Linked DNA regions of Sus scrofa: region 1 is linked to region 2. Evidence: chromatin contacts called from public HiChIP or PLAC-seq data. All regions are on one chromosome and are shown on one strand. The core of a region is the stretch at or near the end of the contact, and the rest is flanking DNA. Distances in the headings are between cores, read along the strand shown.

Region 1 (2,700 bases), core at 156-2,655, 520 kb after region 2:
ATAGATTAATGCCAGAAAATATTTTGATTTGGATCTCAGAAAGAACCCCCAAAAATGCAAGGGGGGAAACTGGTCATACTGCTACAAATCAAAGATAGATGAGGACGACAAAAGTAATTGCATCAGTGTGATTCAGCAACCTAATAAACCAAACCACCTTGTTTGGTCTGGTCCTTCTGTGTGGAGCTGCTGCAAATTATAGTATTAACAAAGAAATGAGAGCAGCTCGTCTTTACCGACTGTGGGACACTGTCCCAAATTTTTCTAACTAACTTTTCGGACTCTGTGAGACAGGGACTATGATCATTTCCATTCTCATAAGAGGAAAGTGAGGTTCAGAGCACATGAAGGGCCGTGCCCCAAACTGACAACCTACTAAACAGCAGAAATTTAAACCTAGGCAGCTTGACTCCAGATCTCCTTCGAACTGCTACACTCCACTCTTTCTCCTAATTTATTAAACAAAAGTTATACGCAAAGCCTCATTTTAGGCACTGAGGTGGTTAAAAGTTGACCTAAGAGGTCTGGTTTGGTTGAACAAATTTTTCTGTCAGCCATGTGTGAATACCAAGACAGGTAAGAAAAGGCTCCTGGTCTCAAGGGGCTACTTAAGTGTGAATACACATAAGGGACAAAGGAAAAGGGGCTCGTTCGTTTTTCTGCAAGATTAACAAGTCTACATATAATGCCGCGGTATCACGAAAGCCAAGTTCCAGCACTTTCCAAGTATCTAAACAGTTTTCCGAAAACTACCAAGCCAAGAAAAGGAGAAAAACGTGGACGCACGCACACGATTGCTTAGCTTTTCTAACTTTCCCCTGCCGGTCATTCTGTCCGACCCGACGGGACCAGGGAAGCCTGAACTCGGATGTGCCAAATCGGTCAACGAAAAGGACAAACCTACCCGCTTTCGACACACTAACCTGGACCTTAACGCGCTCCCCATTCACGTTCTGGGCACCGAGAGCGTCCCGCACGCTCAGTTTTGTTGAAGGTTTGTGCCTTGGGCAGGGAACGGAGGAACAGGAGCGCAGGGCTCGGAGGAGACACCGGGCCCCGAACATCGCGCGGCTGCCCAGGCCCTCCTCGTGACCTGCCCTGATGCAGGGAGCGTTCGGACGCAGCCCGCGGGGACCCTCTCCTCGCCCCTCTTCCGGGCCGCAGCAAGCCCTTAGGCGCTCGAGACCCCTTCCCCTTCAAGGGTCCCAGCTCGGTCCCCACGGAACCTCTGCTGCTTCCCGCTTCCCTAAAGGGCGGAACGGAGACAACACATTCAGCAGCAAACGCCAAAAACAAACCGCGCGCCTTGGGCACGCGGGACACCCCACAGACCCTCACAGATTCTAAACCCACGCCTGAGTAGCTGCAGAAAGAGGCGCGGCCCCCGCCCCTACGTCACCACGCCAAGGCCAACGTCATCACGCTGCCGGGAGGTTCAGAGGGAGCATGCGTACTCGTGACCCCAGTTAAAGAGGAGGCGGGGCGGAGGAAGGGAAGGGGTCGGGAGCTGAGATAGGGCGGAGCTAAGACACAAGAACCTTGCGTTGAAGGAACCGGATAGTCTACTGGGGGCTAGATCCGAGTGACTGATGCAGAAAGAAGGCGGCCAAGAGGAGACTCTTGATTGTTGAGAAGATTAGCGTGAGGGGATCAGTCTTTGCGAATTCTGAGAACAGAGAAAAACAAAGCACAGACCCTGGTAAAGTTACAGGTGGGTGGTACCAGACATCCAAACAGCTGAATAAATGGGGGATCAGTTCCCTGGCAGAGCCCAAGCGCAGTATGCCAAAGATAGCTCGCCGGAAAAGGTAGCGCTTTGACAGGTAAGAGTAAGTGAAGAGACCTTGGACAGACGAGTCAGAGAAGGCGGGACAGTGGAGGAGTGTTGGGCATTGCCTGCCAGAATCTTCAAGTCTCGCCCTCTCCTTTTTCCAACACATTTATCTGCATTTGTTTGACGTGGAAATGATGGCTTGTTCATGAATTAAGCCACCTTTCAAATGTATCCCCCCGAATAATTTTATTTCCTGTAACTCATGGATGAATTAGTTTTCTAATTAAAAGATAGAAGTAAGGACTACTTACTTATTATGCCATTTTGCAATTATGCCCTTTTTTTGTGAACTTAGGCACGATGAAGTTAAATGAATTGCTCAAGGATATACATTCTATAAGATTTAGACTCGGAAATCCTGGCTCCTTGCACTAAACTATTATGCTATCAGTGTCTCAAGGTGGGAAATAAAACCATGGTTCCTTCCATCAAGGAATTCATGGTCTTGACATGATGGAGACTAGCAAGAAAACAGAGAATTGTGATATAAACCAGTAAGTACCAATATGCATGTATGAGCCAAATGGAGAGGTGGCAAAGGAGATAATTAAGCTGAGTTTTGGAGGAAGATCAGAATTTTGTCAGATTGGGATGTAGAAAGAGTATTTCCTGCCAGAAGATGGGCAGGAAAGGTTTCCAGGAGGGCAGACAGCCTGGAAGAATTGTAAGACTATTCTCAAGACAGACTAGAAAATACCCCCCTAGTTCTTGGACACTTCTCAAACCTTGAGAGCAGAAACACGGAAACTTGCTGCCAAATGCCGTCAGAATTATGTGAGCTATATGCCTTAAAAAATGTTTGCCTTTGGTATTGTTTGCAAAATCTGAGAAGACAGTCTGAGACACATAGAAATAACGTAGTCTGG
Region 2 (3,005 bases), core at 191-2,690:
AATTGGAGCTGGAGCCACAGCCACAGCAACTTGGGATCTGAGCCAAGTCTGTGACCTACCCCCACAGCTCACAGCAATGCCAGATCCCTGGCCCACTGAGAGGAATCAAATCCGCATCTTCATGGATACTAGTCAGATTCATTTCCGCTGCATCACAACGGGAACTCCCAAGCTGACCTTTTAAAACACATGTCTGATGCCTGCACTTTCCCTCACAGCTCTCAAAAGCATGTAAGGTTCCTGTATGCCTAGAGAACAAACTGCCATGATCTACCTAAATCTTTGTTGCCTTATCACCCTACTCACTCATCTTCCCCTCATTCACTCCCACTGGCCTCTCATGGGCCTGGAAGGCTCTAAGTATCTGTCAAAATAAATATCAAAGCTGAGTTCAAAGACACCTTCTACAGTTTCCCTCTTTTCTCTTCTGCAGCCCTTAGTACAGCTACTGTGTTACCTACTACCAGTGTTGATCTCTGGCAGGTGGCCACTGACCTATAGGAAATACAACCCAGTGGTTTAGAGCCTCCTACTCTATGTGAGGTCTCCAGACCAGCAGCATCTGAGAGAATGTGAACATCAAAACTGTCGCCAGATCTAAGGAATCTGAATCCGCATTTGAACAAGACCCCCAAGTTATCAGTATGCACACTAAATCTGAGAAGTGTTGGTTCTGAATAGAGACTCTGAGGTTTGAAAACAGAACGCGCCACATGACCTTGGGCAAGCTGCTTTAACCCCTCTCAGGCTCTGTTTCCCCACTGTGGATAATCCCCCCTCCCCCAAGGTGTTGGAAGACTAAATGCTATAATGCACGCAGTGTTAGTAGTGCACTGCACAGACTGATCACCCATTTTTGCACACCCCACAGCGCAGAGAGGGGAGCAGGGAGTTCACACCTGGTCCTTACAGACTCACTGTGAGGTCGTGGTTTGCATTGCACCCTCGGTTGGACCTGAAGTGCAATGACGCTCTAGTCGGGCCCGATGCTGAGGAGCTGAGCGGGCACGCAAACCTCAGGAAGGCGAGGCGGGGCCTTTTAGGCGAAAGGCCCTGAAAAGCGAAGGCACCTCGCGCAGCCTGAGGTGGAGCCGGCCCTGAGCCCCGCGACCCCCACTCCTCCCATCCGATCCAGCCCGCGCAGCCCTCACCGGCCGACACCACTGGCCTCCGCCGGATCGCGTTATCAATCAGGCCGGAGCAGTAGCCCAAGAAGCCCATGTAGACGAGCCGCGGGTCGGTTAGCTTGGGCGGCGGCAGGCTCCGGGCCTCATTCGGAAGGAACTGTAAGGGCACTCGGCCCGGCCGTCCGCTCATCATGGTCATGCCGTTCCCACTTGAGGCCTGGTTTCAGGCCGCCAACTACAAAGAAAAGCACCACGACCACTGCAGGAGCCCAAGCCACAAGCCTTCTCCTCCGAGCGCGGGGCTGAAGGGCATCGCGCAGGGCGGTGCGGCGCCCAAACGCTTCCCCGTGCGCGCTGCTACCGGAGCCGCGGAAGCGAGGTTCCGGGCTACTAAGTGGCCCACACTGTTCGCCTGACTCCCGGCGCTGACTCCACTGGTGGAGTTTTGGAGGCTTGGTTCCTGGGGTCGAGATGCCAAGCAAAACGAGCCCCCCCCACACCCCTTTTCTCTCTCTCTCTCTCAACCTCCCAATCGCAATTGCCTCTCCTTCCCCGAATGTTCCTTCAGCAAGAATTTATTTTTGCATATGACATTAACAAATGCGTTTGATGGTTAGTTTTAAGAAACGTAATTAATTACATTTTTATAAAAGCTAGTTTTCACTTTTTGGGTTTCCCATCGTTCATTCGCACAGACACACCTTTCAAAATCTAAAATTAACGTCCAGTCAGCCATAAAGAATTCACAGAAGTCAAGACTGGGTCATGTAGCCAAAATCGAAATTTAGCCTGGGTCTTCAGGTCCTTGCCCGTGGCTGGGAGACGAGCTATTTCCTAAAGGTTTGAGGAGTGAAAAAAAAAAAAAAAAAAGAAGGAATCCATAACAATCTGTCAAGTAATTGTCCAGTCTCCACTAGCCCGCCTCCAATACTGAAGCACTCAGATCTCTGAATAGCTCTCTGTCTAGACAGCGTTTCCTAACAAGGAGCTAAAATGTCTTTTCTTGTCTATTCTTTAGCGGGATCAACATTTTATCTAGAGAAATATTCGTTAAACCAGAGGTTCATGCAAAGTTATATGCATCAGGTATTGACCTTCAAAGTGGAAGAATATATCAATTAATAAAAGATGGGTCTTTTATGCCTACAAAAAGCACTTCTAGATCTGTGTATATTTCAAGTTAGGGTTTTCTAAAGGAATGTATATTGGAACAGTTTTCTGGAAGGCAGCAAATGTTCCAGAGGTCAAAATTCGCTTTTTGACCCAGTAATTACATGTCTGAGGAGCTCTCTTGCGTAAATACTAGTATAATATACAAAAAGTTTTATTGTGCAATCTTTTTTTTTGGCATGCCTGCAGCATATGGAAGTTTCCAGGCCAGGGGCTGAATCTGGGCCACAGGGGTGACTGGGATTCCTAACCCACTGTACCACAAGAGAGATCCCTGCAGTCTTTTTTTTTTTTTTTAACTAAATGTTTCTTTTAAAATTATATCAAAAGAATGAAAACCACCAAAAATCTATTTCAGGATTATGCAAATTTTCCAGCACTAGATGAACCACTAGGCAAACACAAATATTCCAGTGAGGTTTACACATTTTTTTAGTATTTCTGCTGCTGAAGCGTGCACCTTCTGTTCATTTTTCTTTCTTTCTGTCTGTCTTTTTAGGGCTGCACCCCCGCCATATGGAGGTTCCCAGGCTACAGGTCATATTGGAGCGATAGCTGCTGGCCTATGCCACAGCCATGCCAGATCTGAGCCGTGTCTGCAACCTACACCACAGCTCATGGCAACACTGGATCCTTAACCCACTGAGCGAGGCCAGGGATTGAACCTGCATCCTCATGGATACTAGTCAGATTCATTTCCGCTGAGCC

Evidence for each region. HiChIP or PLAC-seq counts read pairs in DNA pulled down with a chosen protein or histone mark.
Region 1: an H3K27ac HiChIP or PLAC-seq map of alveolar macrophages shows a contact between it and region 2. The contact joins the promoter of NARS2 here to the promoter of NDUFC2 in region 2. A contact is called at or near these places in 1 of 5 promoter capture datasets (liver) and 2 of 2 datasets of contacts at active chromatin or transcription factors (alveolar macrophages and skeletal muscle).

What each region holds. Positions count from the first base shown.
Region 1 is chr9:13,009,492-13,012,191 of Sscrofa11.1, forward strand. It overlaps NARS2 (probable asparagine--tRNA ligase, mitochondrial), which reads right to left and starts at 1,406. Exons shown (of 14, transcript XR_002335551.1): 1 at 924-1,406.
Region 2 is chr9:12,491,067-12,494,071 of Sscrofa11.1, forward strand. NDUFC2 (NADH dehydrogenase (ubiquinone) 1, subcomplex unknown, 2, 14.5kDa) reads right to left here and starts at 1,441. Exons shown (of 3, transcript NM_001244743.1): 1 at 1,152-1,441. The coding sequence starts at 1,326.